Linked DNA regions of Rattus norvegicus: region 2 is linked to region 1. A link is a contact called in public Hi-C data. All regions are on one chromosome and are shown on one strand. Each heading gives the region's core, a stretch centred on a gene start, on an enhancer-like site or on the middle of the called end of the contact. The rest is flanking DNA. Distances are from core to core; before and after follow the strand shown.

The links. A called contact is a pair of places that touch in the nucleus more often than the background predicts.
Region 2: a contact with region 1 is called in a Hi-C map of frontal cortex, with 1.7 times the contacts expected there. The contact joins the promoter of Kcnq5 here to the enhancer-like site in region 1.

What each region holds. Positions count from the first base shown.
Region 1 is chr9:31,596,295-31,603,976 of GRCr8, forward strand. All of the region lies in intron 1 of Kcnq5 (potassium voltage-gated channel subfamily Q member 5), which reads right to left. Among named protein-coding and RNA genes, the nearest start is that of Khdc1b, 280 kb to the left of the region's middle. Within about 2 kb of position 5,122, at least 18 of the 93 cell types and tissues checked have an H3K27ac peak or open chromatin away from gene starts, as enhancers often do.
Region 2 is chr9:31,888,437-31,896,118 of GRCr8, forward strand. Kcnq5 (potassium voltage-gated channel subfamily Q member 5) reads right to left here and starts at 2,845. Exons shown (of 15, transcript NM_001134643.2): 1 at 2,275-2,845. The coding sequence starts at 2,669.

The sequences.
Region 1 (7,682 bases), core at 3,872-6,371:
CGCAGCAGCTCTCTGCTCCCAAACCCCGTGGGAGAGAGACCTCACCGCCTGATCAGGTGGGCACTCCTGAGGCTGCAGAGCGGAGGAGACCACCAACACTGCCCACCCCTGCCCACATCCCTGGCCCAAGAGGCAACTGTATAAGGCCTCTGGGTTCTCGTAGGGGAGGGCCCAGGAGCGGCAGGATCCCTGTGCCTGAGACACCGCCGGAACCTGAAGGAAACAGACCGGATAAACAGTTCTCTGCACCCAAATCCCATGGGAGGGAGAGCTAAACCTTCAGAGAGGCGGACACGCCTGGGAAACCAGAAGAGACTGCACTCTGTGCACATCCAGACGCCAGAGGAAAACACCAAACGTCAGCTGGAACCCTGGTGCACGGAGGCTCCCGGAAAGAGTGGCGCAGATCTTCCCGGTTGCTGCCGCCGCGGAGAGGACTTAGGCAGTACCCCACGAGCAAACTTGAGCCTTGGAACCACAGGTAGGACCAACTTTTCCCCTGCAGGAAACCTGCCTGGTGAACTGAAGACACAGGCCCACAGGAACAGCTGAAGACCTGTAGAGAGGAAAAACTACACGCCCGAAAGCAGAACACTCTGTCCCCATAACTGGCTGAAAGAAAACAGGAAAACAGGTCTACAGCACTCCTGACACACAGGCTTATAGGACAGTCTAGCCACTGTCAGAAATAGCAGAACAAAGTAACACTAGAGATAATCTGATGGCGAGAGGCAAGCGCAGGAACCCAAGCAACAGAAACCAAGACTACATGGCATCATCGGAGCCCAATTCTCCCACCAAAGCAAACACGGAATTTCCAAACACACCAGAAAAGCAAGATCTAGTTTCAAAATCATATTTGATCATGATGCTGGAGGACTTCAAGAAAGACATAAAGAACTCCCTTAGAGAACAAGTAGAAGCCTACAGAGAGGAATCGCAAAAATCCCTGAAAGAATTCCAGGAAAACACAATCAAACAGTTGAAGGAATTAAAAATGGAAATAGAAGCAATCAAGAAAGAACACATGGAAACAACCCTGGACATAGAAAATCAAAAGAAAAGACAAGGAGCTGTAGATACAAGCTTCACCAACAGAATACAAGAGATGGAAGAGAGAATCTCGGGAGCAGAAGATTCCATAGAAATCATTGACTCAACTGTCAAAGATGATGTAAAGCAGAAAAAGCTACTGGTCCAAAACATACAGGAAATCCAGGACTCAATGAGAAGATCAAACCTAAGGATAATAGGTATAGAAGAGAGTGAAGACTCCCAGCTCAAAGGACCAGTAAATATCTTCAACAAAATCATAGAAGAAAACTTCCCTAACCTAAAAAAAGAGATACCCATAGGCATACAAGAAGCCTACAGAACTCCAAATAGATTGGACCAGAAAAGAAACACCTCCCGTCACATAATTGTCAAAACACCAAACACACAAAATAAAGAAAGAATATTAAAAGCAGTAAGGGAAAAAGGTCAAGTAACATATAAAGGTAGACCTATCAGAATCACACCAGACTTTTCGCCAGAAACTATGAAGGCCAGAAGATCCTGGACAGATGTCATACAGACCCTAAGAGAACACAAATGCCAGCCCAGGTTACTGTATCCTGCAAAACTCTCAATTAACATAGATGGAGAAACCAAGATATTCCATGACAAAACCAAATTTACACAATATCTTTCTACAAATCCAGCACTACAAAGGATAATAAAGGGTAAAGCCCAACATAAGGAGGCAAGCTATACCCTAGAAGAAGCAAGAAACTAATCGTCTTGGCAACAAAACAAAGAGAATGAAAGCACACAAACATAACCTCACATCCAAATATGAATATAACAGGAAGCAATAATCACTATTCCTTAATATCTCTCAACATCAATGGCCTCAACTCCCCAATAAAAAGACATAGATTAACAAAGTGGATACGCAATGAGGACCCTGCATTCTGCTGCCTACAGGAAACACACCTCAGAGACAAAGACAGACACTACCTCAGAGTGAAAGGCTGGAAAACAACTTTCCAAGCAAATGGTCAGAAGAAGCAAGCTGGAGTAGCCATTCTAATATCAAATAAAATCAATTTTCAATTAAAAGTCATCAAAAAAGATAAGGAAGGACACTTCATATTCATCAAAGGAAAAATCCACCAAGATGAACTCTCAATCCTCATCTTCGATTGGTTTATATACAAGTGTGCAATTTCTAGGCTTGAAAGTAAAATGATGCTATCTGGTGCTGGATAGAGGAGCCTTATTTTTTATTATAGCAGCTTGCTATTTTTGTAACATGGTGATTTGGTTGAACACAATAAAGTACAGTAGTAACTGATCTCCCCCTCTTCCTGGATGAGTGAGGAGATGATTAAATGTTGATGTCAGCATCCATGAGCATATTCAGATGAGCTTCTGCTTCTGTTGAAAAGGATGCTGAGTTTGATTGTGGTCCGAAGCTTTGAAGCACTACTTGGCATCTCCTTCCTTGGAGGTCTCACTGTTTTAACATAACAGATTTGATAGCTTGTTGGTAAGGTGAGGTCCAGCTTGTCTCCACTAGGTCATCTTCATGTGAATCCGGTGGTTATACGGTTTTGTTCTAGGGATATTTCATTTTTTTAATAACGGTTTTAGCTGACATTCATGGAGAGAATGAATCCTTAGAACTGTGCCACTAGTGAAAGGAAATCCTGTCTAGAGTATGTTTCTTTACAAAGCTGTGTCACACCATCCTTTGGGCCCTCTGCTGGAAAAGTAGAATCAAGTCTCAAATAATGCCTTTTAAATTGTATCCTCTAGTATTATAGATGTAGGACAGTACTGTATCATACCTCTGTGGATGTAAAATAGCTTGTACCTGCTTTATGATACGTAGTAGTGACCGTGCTTTATCAGAGCTGTTTTTAATGATGTTGCTCAGAATGTTTTCTTTCCAGATGATGATTGAGAAGCTAATTTAAAAAAAAATGGTGCCAGGTACCACAAGAGTAACAGAACTGTGCTGTTTTCTCGGGTTTTGTTTTTTTACTTTTTTTTTTTTTAATGGAGTGTGCTGGATGTCTCTACAGTTTTGTTCAGATGACTGCAGAACCTGGAAAAGCTGTTGCTGCTGTTGATGCATAACACACTGCTATTATTGGTCTTTTTATATAAATATAAATATATATATATATACAGATATATAATTTGAATTTTTTGAAACTTTACCTGTGCTGTCAACTTTCGAAAAAAGTATCCCCGTTTACTGTGTTGAGTTGGCACTGTACAGAAATTAACAGCCATATTGGTCTAGAAATGTTGAACTTAAGTTTTTTCCATTTGTACAGGGGTAACACACTGTATTAAATATGTAAGGTCTTATATACGTGGGTTTGATTACAAAAACTAATAAAGTACTCTCTAAATTAAAAAAAAAGCTTTATAAAAACTTCATTTACTCTCATTCTGGTCACTCATTGAAGCATATTTCAAATTTGCAACATATAGCAAAAGATGCATTGGCATTTCGTCTAGCCTCATGCTTTCTCAAGATGTATTCAGTCTAAGTCAATTTCAAGGATTTGGTAAGAGACAGCAGTAGCAGGAGTACCCTGCTTCATAGGGAGATCCAATTGTAGGGCTGACCCCTTCATCCCTCTCACCTGCACCAGCTCTTCAGTGTCTGCACCCCCTTATGTCCTCCTTGCTTCTCTTCTCAGAATGGAAGCTAATTTTCTCTTTTTTATATTCCCTCCCATTCCTTCCTTCCTTCCTTCCTTCCTTCCTTCCTTCCTTCCTTCCTTCCTTCCTCCCTCCCTCCCTCCTTCCCTCTCTCCCTTTCCCCCTCCCTGCTTGCCTGCCTTTCTCCTTTCTCTCCTCTCTGCTTATCTTTCTTTCTCACTTCCCTCTTCCCTCTCCCCCACTCTTCTTTATCTTTCTTTCCCACTATTTTCCTTCTTCTATAGCCTCAAGCTATGAAACTGAGGCTGGCCTCAAACTTCCAACCCTCTTGTGTCACCATGCTGAGTGCTTTGATTACAGACACACGCCATTGTATCTAGATTAGAAGAATTATTTCTATGAATATCACAATGTTAATGCATGGTCAGGAAACATGTTTACGTTGCAGGAAGAGAACAAGGAAATGAAGACTTCAAATGGAAGTAATACGCACCTATAGGGATATTTCAGAACAACATAATCTCCCTAGGGTATCTTGGAAGTGACTGTAGAGCTGAGATTTTCAATACTTGAGGAAGACTGATAGGTGTTTTCATCAGTGAGAAGCATCATAACTACTGGGAGAAATGGTCCAGAAAGTCTAGGGCTTTTACTTACTGAACAACACTGGAACATTTTTTTTCCTGCCTCTTATTGGTTGCTAGTCTTCCTTACCCAAAGACTTCTCTCAGTTCATCTTGAAACAGTAATTCCCACTGACAATTGGGAAATTGTCACACAATTGAGAAAGGCATCCCACAAAGGTGCAGTGGAAGGTCCTTGCACAAAGTAACTCTGCTTTCCAGCTCCCCTGACTTACACTGGAACATTCAATGCCAAAGAGAAAATCCCATCATCAGGATATGGTGTGGCTACATATTTTTTTCATGCCCCAGAATCCCACTGTGATTCTATGTTTTTGTTTTGTTTCTCTGGCAATAGAAAGGAATGCAAGGCAGTCAACACTCAACACTTTGAGGTTATAATCAGGAACTTTCCCTAATCCCTGCTCTGTAATAGTCATTGTTAATAATTAGTAAGGTCAAGAAGTTTGGTAAGTAAAAGAAAACTCTAAGTTGAATAGCTAAAGAAGGCTTCAGTTATTTGAAATCTGCAAATCACCCACAGGTGAGATGTGAAAATAAACTCATTTCCACTTCAGTGGAAGTGAGAACAGGAAAAATGTCCCCCCTCTTTAGATTAGGGAAGAACTATTGTTAAGATTGATGGGCAGAATAATCACACTGCAGGCACACATGCCCTTGCTGTCTGGTGCTATTTGGGAAACAGGGCATCGACAAAAGTATTAGTGAGAAGGAGTCACCTCATTGGAATTCTCCTCTTTATCATCTGTGCGAACCCAGCTCCTCCCAGCACACTTCAGTTTTCTTCCAATCTATTCCCCCCATCCCCTGAGATGCCTAAGACTGTACGTGTTGATATCAGAGGCATTCCAAGTATTTTAAGACAGTGATGCTATCTTGTAGTTACTACAGTATAGCTATGTAATATTCAGGGTGAAACCTGAATTCTTTTTGCTTCGGTTGAGGAATTAATACTTGTTATTAATGCTGTGCAAACAATAACGTGGCTGGGAAAAAGACATAAAATGAGGAATTGCTACCACAGAAACCACCATGGATTCTGCTCTGCCAGTGCTGTTCTCGGAGTTGTGTAAAAGAGCTCAGCTTTAATAATTTAACATTAAAGAATGAATTTTTCTCCAAAAGACCAATTCTGTAGTGATGACTCAATTCCCCGAGATTGTCTACCTGGGATTAAAGCCAAAACCACCTCATATCCTCCTCCTAGGGAGGACTCAATTAGCAGATCCAAGTGGGGGCTCTGTTTGCACTACACCCTCCCTGTGAATTTGGAGACAGTGCGAGCTCAGTGGTACAGAATATGCTCTTTTGGGGGGCTGATGCATCGCATGGATCTTACATTTCAAGACAGATTTATTTTTATGTGTGAATATTCAAAGACAGGATCTTATATAAATGGTTACATAAGGTTAGACGTGAAAACACATGTACAGTAATGAACTTGTCATTTTTTTTTTTGGTAATAGATGCAGATTTTTAAAACAATTATAGAAAAGACTTTTATTTTTAATACTGGTCTCTTTAAATTTTCAAATATTTGATCTACTTTTCAGAATTTCATATACATTTACATTATTTATTCACTCTTCCTAACTCCTCCTGTGTTCCTCTACCCCGGGTCTTCCTAAACTAATAGCCTGAAATTATTAATTATTATTGTTACATATAAATGTTTATAGACATACCCTGTTGATGTGTGTATGTGTGGAGGGAGGAATGCTTGGTGTCAGATAAACTATCAGGGATTTGTCCCGAGGAAGATCAGGTTTCCCATGCTCAACAGTTATTAGTTCATTAAGGGTCCAGAACCATTAATACCTGGGCATTATGCCTCTGTGTGTGTGTGTGTGTGTGTGTGTGTGTGTGTGTGTGTGTGTGTGTGTGTGACAGACAGAGAGAGAGAGAGAGAGACAGACAGACAGACAGACAGAGACAGACAGACAGAGACAGACAGAGACAGAAAGCATGCATGTGAGAATGCATGCATGTTCATGTCTGAGAAGGAGAACGTGTGTGAGAGAATGCATGTATGTGTGTCTGAGAAAGAGAGATCACTGACAAAGGTCTGTTGTACTTTAAGTCTTCAGATTTGTAGCATAAACTTTTCTTATCTAAAAAGATTGTTTTTCTAAAATGTCATTTCTCAGGACAAAACCCCATTATTTTTGGAAGTTGTGCATGATGTGCATATCAAGTCAAACTATTTGATTAATTTTGCTGATTTTTTTTAAAGAAGTGAAAACAGTTGGCCTTTTTAAAATTCAGAGACGAGATTCAATACTTATTCAAACTTTTCTAAAATAGGAGGCAAAACACCCTGAAAACCAGGACATATCTTAAGCACCAAATTATATACTCCTTATATTTAGAATAGACACCTTTGTATCTAATAAGTTTGACTAACCTAAATATATCTTGTTGCCAAATGTGGCCAATTTTCCTTGGTTTTTCTTCTGTGAAGGAGAACAACCATCACAACATATTTTCTTTCTCTTTTGCTAAAAACCAATTATTAAGTTGTTCCTTTCAACATCTTCTCTTTTGGTTACGTAATCTGAAGCCTTTTACCTTTGTAAATTAATAGGTTCTGTTATTTGATTCTTGCTTCGTTCTTATGTCTTTCTGCTATATCTGATTTCAAAATGTAGAACAATGAAAAAGGAAGAATTTTCTAGTGCCAGGAGAGGCAAGAGAGCCAGAAACGGAGTTGATTTGAGTTTTGTATGCTTACTTAGACTAGGAGAAGTTCTGAACATCATTCTCTCAAAGGCTCTGTCCTCCTCAGACTCTGTATTAGACAGAGTTAGTACTGCTGTGGTGAAACTCCATGACCAAAAGCAAATTGGAGATCAAAAGCTTATTACTTAATGCTTCGACATAATAGTCCACCAAAGCCAGGATCAGATCTCAAACAGGGCAGGAATCTAAAGTTAGGAGCTGATGCATAGGCCATGAAGGGGTGCTGCTTACTGGCTTGCTCCTTGTGGCTTGGTAAGCCTGCTTTCTTATAGAATCTATGGCCACCAACCCAGGAGTTGCCCTGCCCACCTGGAGCTTCCCACATCAATCACTAATTTAAAAAATGTCCTGCCTACAGCCTAATGTCTTGCCTAGAGCCTAATCTTATGGAGGCATTTTCCAACTCTCAGATGACTCTAGCCTGTATCAAGCTGACATGAAGTTGGCCAACATGAAAACACATGCCCTCCAAAGTACTTAGCTTGAGCCTAGACTGGGAGTCGTCAACATTGTGGTTTGTCCAGGGCTACTCACTCTTAGCTGCAAAGCATTACCACTCCTAAGTAGTTTAGTATCACCACTTCCCAAGTGTCTACTTGGGAAAGAAACTCAAGTTTGTTCTTTGTATCTGCAAGG
Region 2 (7,682 bases), core at 1,595-4,094, 290 kb after region 1:
CATTTAAGAACTTTACATCAGCAACACTGGGTTGACAAGCACACAATTTGTGTTCTATCCCCCACTGAACTCACTACTGATAAAACTGGTTAGCAGGAAAATAGGTAAACTAGAAACCAATAAATAAATAAATAAATAAATAAATAAATAAATAAATAAAATTTAAAAATTGCCCAAATGTTACACCAGAAACCCATAACAACCGGCTTAACAATCAGGCATCAAAAAGAGAATGCTGCATTCTGAGAAATTTTCACTCCTGCTTGTAAACAACGCTTAGGAGACATCCGTCTGTGCAACGGTGGAGGTTATGTCAAACTCCCTCCGAACCCATAACATGTATTTTATATTCCATCATATTGAAAGCTCACAGCCCTGAATATTTTGAGCATGCTCTAAAAATACCATCATCCATACTGTGTATGTTTACAGCAAATTATGCCTCAGCACTTCTTTTTAAAAGTGTATGGCATATTCTAACAGGTCAAAATCATTTAAGTCATTAAGTGCTAAATTAATCGGCTATCAACCCAAGGAGATGAGCTTAACAAGTGTCAGGGGTGTTTATCCTTAATTTCATCCAAATACTTGTGCCTCTTCCATCAGCAAATGATAGACCTTATATTTTTGACTGTAATGACGCTAGACAGAACACAACATTCCCTGTGTGTGCCTTGCAAACCTATGAAGCTGGCCCGAATAGTTCACCTAATCCTTCGTGTTCACAGCAATCTGGAACTGTAAAAATTTCCAGACACCGGGGCCCCAGAGTGCAGACTCCACCAGTTTCCTGAGTTCTACCTGGTGACATTTCAGGTTCACCTATTTATAAAGGCAGCTCCTTCTTCTCTCCTGATATTATGATTTCTTTTTTTTTTTTTTTAAGTTTCCTGGGTTGGTGCCAATTCTTCATTCCACATGAGGGAGAAGTATAGGACGGCATGCCTCATTTCTAAAAGATTTTGTTTTTGTCTCTTCCAAACATACCTTAACTAGGAAACAAGGAATCAATCAGTTATGTGCCTGCAACTTTCTCTGAAGGTCTTCTAAGGCTAATATGTTTGTATTTCATCTTAACATAAAGAAGGAGGGGGTGGAGGGGGGCAAGAAGAAGAGGGTTCCTTTAAAAAGATTAAATAACTCGGGGTGTTAAGGCATAAAAATGACCGTAAGTCGTCGTCGTCCAGATACACCTAACTCTAACAGGAGATTGAATGAATGGACGTCGGGAAAAACAGTAGTAAACTTTAAAGCCACCGAAAGCTTTTTAATGCCTAAGGGAAAAATAAACATTTGCTTCCAATCATTTTCTCATTAAGCATTCTCGCATTCTCTGCTCGAAGGTGAGAGCTTACTACACACACACACACACACACACACACACACACACACACACACACACAGACACTTTGTCTCAGCGCCATAAGTGCCAACTAAACCCACTGCTTAATCCAGGTCACTCACAGCTGGCCCCTGTGCACTTCTGTTATAGCACCTCTGGCCATGTTCCTGACCCCCCTCCCCCTCCCCCCAGGTTCTCCACTTGTAGCTGGAGCTGCCTGCAGCCGAGCTTGAATAGCCTGCCAGACTCTGACCACCTCTATGTGGCAATGACTACTGCGTGCACTGACAGATTTTCCGTTGGTGACAGCTGTGATGGTGGCCAGGCGTGTTTCCGGGCGCGCTTACAACCTAGTCTCTCCACCACGTAGCAGCTTCCTCTGCTTGACCCCAGAGCTGACTGTGGACCCACTCTTAACCTTCTCCTCTCCACTCCATGCCACCCCGCCATGCCCTCCCAATCTTTCCAATATACTCTCCAGCCTCAGGTTGGTGCACAACCTCCCGGAGCGTTTCCCAGCTCCTGGGCGCCCCACTCAGTTAAGTTTCTGTATATCAGGACCTAATCGCTCCCGATTATCTGAGTCCCCTAAGTCTAGCTTCTGCCTTCAATCACCCAGGTACCTGGAACTGACCCGCAGTCCCCTGGGTGCTCTGGGGCAAAACGGTTCAATCTGAACCAGAACCAGAGGTGGCACAAGAGAGATGGAGGGCTCCAGAGGGCGGATGGCAAACACGTGCAAAGAAATTAAAAAAAAAAAAAAAAACCCACCACGTGTGTGTAGCTCTGTGTGTGTGCGCGCGCGCGTTTCCAAGCCTAGGGTCAGGGCGCTGGCGCCAAGTGCGCCCCGGGGCTCCAGGGGCAGGGGGCTCCCCATCAGAGGGCATGGCTAGGGCCGCACGGGGGTCGCGGGTGGGGGCGCGGGTACTCACACGAACGCGTGGTAGACGAACGCCCAGCCGCGGGGTCTCTCCAGCACGTTGTACAGATAGTTCTGCACCCTCCGGTACTTGACGTTGCGCCGACAGCTCTGGCTGCTGGTGTAGGAGAGCGGCTTCCCCAGCAGGCTCATCCGGGCCCCCTGCTTGCCCCGGCGGCTCTCTCTCAAGCCGCCGCCGCCTCCGCCGAGCGCCGCCGCGCGGGTGCCGAGCAGCAGCAGGCCGTCGCCCCTGGCGGCCGCCGAGTTCAGCAGCACCCTGCCGCGGCCGGACTCCACATCCTTCATGCCGCTGCCCGGGCGCCCCCCACCCGCCGCCGCCGCCGCGCCGCTCCTCACCCAGAGCCCGGCGGCACCGCCCTCCTCTCCTCCCGCGTGGTGGCGGGGCATGGCATCACCACGGGCACCGCGAGGGGGGCGCCGGCGCCTGCGGCGGGGGCAGCCGCTTCATGTGCGCGGGCAGGTCTGCAGGAGGAAGCCCGCAGCCGACGGGGCGCCCTGGGGGGCCGGCAAGCCGAGGGTCTGGGCTCCGGGCGGGGGCGGCGGGGTGTGCGGAGCAGGCCCGGGGAGGTCCGGATTTCTGCCGCTTCCAATTCCAAATCCGGACCTGTTGGGGGCGTCACTTTGTGAGGTGTCCCTCGCTTTCCTTTAGTCCGGTGGCTGCCACTCCCTCCTCCCCGCGGAGTGTCGCCACACGGGACCGAGGGTGTGCGGGATGCCCCGAGGCACGCTCGCACGCGTGCACACCCAGCTGGCTTCGAGTCTGTCTGTCCCCTGCACCCCCGCAGAGCACCAGCCTGATCCCAAGTCGGTCTCCCAGGCTGAGTTTGGCTCGGTTCTTCCTGGAGCTCGGAGGGTTAAGTCCTCCTGGTGCCTCGAGAACAAACTGGACGAGTGGGTCTCTGGGCTTCTCACGCTGCTACGCCGCGCCTGGTCTTGCCATCCTTGGGCGATGGGTGCGAGCAAGAGAGGTTCTGTCCTGCCCTCCAGGTGCTGGCTAGCCTAGGAGCGAGCCAACCGGGCTACGCTTGGGGCAGTGGCGCTTGGGTTCCCGCGCTGGGGACCAGTCCACCGCAGTTCAATGGACACACCCGGAGAGCGCCAGGCAGGGACCCAGCAGCTTCCCGCGACTCAATCCAGCCTGCAGGCTGTGACTTTCCATCCTACAAGCCCGCGAGTCGCAGAACATCCTTCCCATCCCCAAGGGTGGGGTGTGGGGAGGGCGTAAAACTCCAAAGTAGCTCCTTTGCGGTGAGGGAGCTCCTCCTGACAGAGAAGCCTGGGAAAATGAACCCACTTCCCTCCTTCAAGAAATTTCCATTTAAGTGGGAGAAAGTCATAAAACTGCTTTAAGTCTCCGCCGCGACGGTGGCGTCCCCAGTGAGTTAGAGAAGGATCGCAGAGGGTGGGGAGTCCAGGACCTGCCTCTCAGACAGGATGCTGTAACTTACAATGTTTAGAGACGAGGGGAACCACTGACTGGATCTCCTACCAATTCTGGCAGATGGACTCCCCAAAGCCAGCGCTCTTGGCTAAGAGTGAGATTATGGTGCTGCTGGCTCAGAACTCTGCCTTTCAAAAACATTGTTAGCAATTAAACAACAGATTCAGCGTTGGGGAAACTGAGAGGACGCCAGGATTGGGAACTACTTCCAAGAGAGCTGCCTTCCTCCCAAACATTAAAAAAAAAAATCACCAAGTTCAACTGAACTGTGCTTTCAATACAAAACCAAGGTAGACAATAGCAAAGTGGCCATCCGTGTGCCTTTTCCCCCCATTTCCATGAATATCAACCAACACTAAGGCAAAAATCTTGGTTGCCTCACCCCTAGCAGATAATACTCTACCAACACCCCCGCCCACCCCGTGCATACACCCACGCCCACAGACAGCTGCTCTCTGCAGTCAGAGTGTCAGCTAAAAGTTTTACTTTTATTTTTATCGTTATTGTTTTGTGAAGACCTCTCCCTGGTTCTTACTCAGCATGACCTTGCTTTCTTTAAAGCCTCTGGGCAGAAGGCACTACTAACCCCTAGCGCTGTGCAGCTGGCAGCGGTACCACGTGACTGTGAGCCAGCGCCAACACCCAGAGTCACTCCTGCCTTCCCCTAATACACTTCACACCCACACACCGTGGAGGTGCTAGAGAGATTGCTCCGTGCCCTGCTATTCAAGGCAGATGCAGAGAGAAAAAGAGAGAGAGCGTCCTGGAATAAGCTCTCCAATCCAAGAGCGTGGAGACCCCTGGCTGAAGGCGGGGCGAATTCGGTGCAGCTATATTTAGATTCCCCGCGGAGTTTCTGTGCAGGGACTTTCAGGGTGAAAGATGTAGAGACTTAAAATGACTCGTGCGCACGCTGTCGACGTGAGAAAAAAAAAATCCCAGCTTTTCTGAAAATAAGAAAACGAAAAGGCCACTTCCCCTTTAAACGAAGCTGTTTTCTTGGCTGCAAACTTCTACTGTGATTAGATCACCTTTGCCTCACTCAGTGGCTGGGCCCCACACACCCGCAGGAAATCTCTTTAAGGCATGACACAAGGCCATGTTTCCCCTCCAGAAAGGCCCAGGAAGTCAGCTGCTTAATGTCCAAGGATGGTTTCCTAGGGTGCAGGAATAGAACCAGGGAAGCTGTGATGTCTATTTCGAAAATGTCAATAAACCCAGGCAGGAGGATGGCAAGGACAGTTGTAATTAGTAAGGGTTATAGAGGTCGAAGACGTTTGTAACACTCTTTTCTGAGTGTCATCCACTTAATCACAAACCCAGAGAAGGGGGCTTGTCTGTGTATCCACAGACAAGATAGGCCACTAGGAACCCAGCATCCTGGCTCCCAGTTGGAGTACCCATTCTGCAGCTTCAAGTAAATGGACCGAACAGTACCGGACAGAACTGTATCTACAGCACCGCTGACTGTTAAGGGAAAGGCTGTTCTAGGTGTGAACCCTAGTGGATCATCCTGTTCATCCATCCCCGGGAAAGAAAGACTAAGACTCAGTTCCGACCTGTTCCTACGCCTCGGCCTGTGCCAAGCTTTCATTGCTACCCAGTAACTTCCCTAGATAGACAAAAGTCAACTTTGAGGGAAAGAAAGTGTTTATAATTAAGTTTTTATTGTTGTTGCTGTTCCTTTGAATACAGGTGTTGCTAGGAAACTGCCTTTTATTTCTTTTGCTGAAATATCAGTAGGCATAGTGAGCCATGCATGAAATAATGTAACGTTATTTCATGAATATATAATTACACTAAAATATTATGAAAGGGTAATAGTAAAGGTACACGACAATTCCATTTATTTATTTATTTATTTATTTATTCACTTATTTATTTATTTATTTATTTATTTTGCTTTTGTGCGACAGGATCTCACCCTGTAGCCCAGTTAGATATTTAGCTGAGGCTAGCCTTTAACTTGTAATTATTTCCCTGCTTGTGTCCTGAGTAAAAAGGCCTATTCAAAGGATCCCCTTAACTAATCTAGAACACATGAGTTGATTGGCCGGCCCTCATCCCTTAAGATGCTTTTGCTTTAGCCTGACAATGGCGGCACATGCCTTTAGTCCTACCACTCAGGAAGCAGAGGAGGGCTGATCTACAGAGCAAGCTCCAGGTCAGCTAGGGCTACACAGAGAAACCCTGTCTCAAAAAAAGGGAGGTAAGTGTCCTTTCAACTATTCCATTGCGATGCCTGCTTGAAACATATGGCCTTGGAAACTAAATTCCCTCAAGTCTATATAGATATGATTTTAGTTGAATATGGTTACTAGAAAATAATTTATTTCAAGGTATTTTCTGTCCTGCTATATGTTCTTGCTGAACTGTACTCTGGAATCACACCGTTAGAAATGCCACCTATAGGCTAAAGACGCACACATGTAGCGCCTACAAAGGGACACTAAATAAAGTCAAAGGTTAGCATCGCCATAGCACTCTTCCTTTCCTTGTTCAGGGCCATGTATTTTACTCTTCGTTTTAGCCCTCCCAACACAGTGTAGACTCACAGTCAAACCCATGTGTATTGTTCTGATGAGCTCGTGTGATGTCAGAGGTACTGTACACGGATACAGATACACTTTGCTCCTGTATGAGCCACCTGGGCTAGTTTGAGTAGCAATGATAATACAAGTTGCAAAACTTGGAACAGTAAGAATATTTGCTAACATAGAATAATGGAAGTCCTTGCTTGCTCAGTGACTTGCACCAAGTCTTGGCATGAGGGCAGAAGCCTCTGCCCTCCTGAATAGGAATGCCCTTTAAACTATACGATCCGCGTCTTTACCTTTTATTCTCTTTGTAGTAATCCACAGTCAAGTCAGTAAGCATAGCAGTTGTACTGTATTTAATATGTATCTATCATTACAACCATTGGCTCAAAACTTATTTTCTCATAATAAAAATAGCAGTATGGTGGGCCAAAGTATTCTTTTTTTTAATGCAGAATAAATAATTTCTAAGAGATACGACACAAGCCTCTTAAGGTGTTTCTCCAACAAGCTAAGGCCAGAAAACCTAGCGTAATATCCAAGACCATCTGAGGGTGGCCAGACTGCTAGGGGTTCTGGTCATTGGAATCTGAGACCTAAAATGCATTGTTGATGAGAAATGGTCCACAGGAAAGCAGCCTGACCTGAGGGCACAGGCACAGAAAGAATGTAGGAGGTATGAACTGAAGTTCCGAGAAAGAGGCCACACCTGTGCTAAACGTTCTACAAGGCCGATGGACAGATTGGAAGGCCTCTGATGGTGGAGCTGGGATGCTGTGGATCTACTGGGCTGTCTTCAACCTCTTGGTTGTCATTTCTTGCTCACCTCTGCGTTTGACCTAACTCCCGTTGGTCTATCAGATAAAATCTTTTTTAGCTTTCACCAACCCAAAGGCAAAAAATGTCATCAGATGATACATGAGTCCTGTAGCCAACATGGTCGTGCTTTGCTGATAGTACCATAGATGTAGTTTTTAAATGCTTTAATTTATAGCTTTTCCTGTCCCTTACCTATAAAATGCTATTCCTAAAGCTGTTACTACACTGGAGCATGGCGTTTAGGGGTCATCTGAGTCTGTGTTCTCAGGCCATGGTCTCTCATATTTGGCTCCAGAATACACTAGGCCTCTTTCCCTTTGCAGTGAGCACTGTTATACTTCAACAGCATGTATGTGGCTGTCAGAAGGGAGTTGGTAAGGAGCTGGGGCACAGGGCTTCAATAGATCTCCCTGTTCCCAGGCCAGCAGCTACCTTTTTTTTCCTAAGAAAAATATTGTCCTGATCAGAATTTCCAAAGTAAAATAATTGTATTTACTATGTGTTCAGTGTGCTAACACTGGTTTAAATAATTATTTCATTTGCTTTTAACAGTAACCTCATAAGTATGTGGGTTTTTTTTAAAACAGAATTCAGGTTATATTT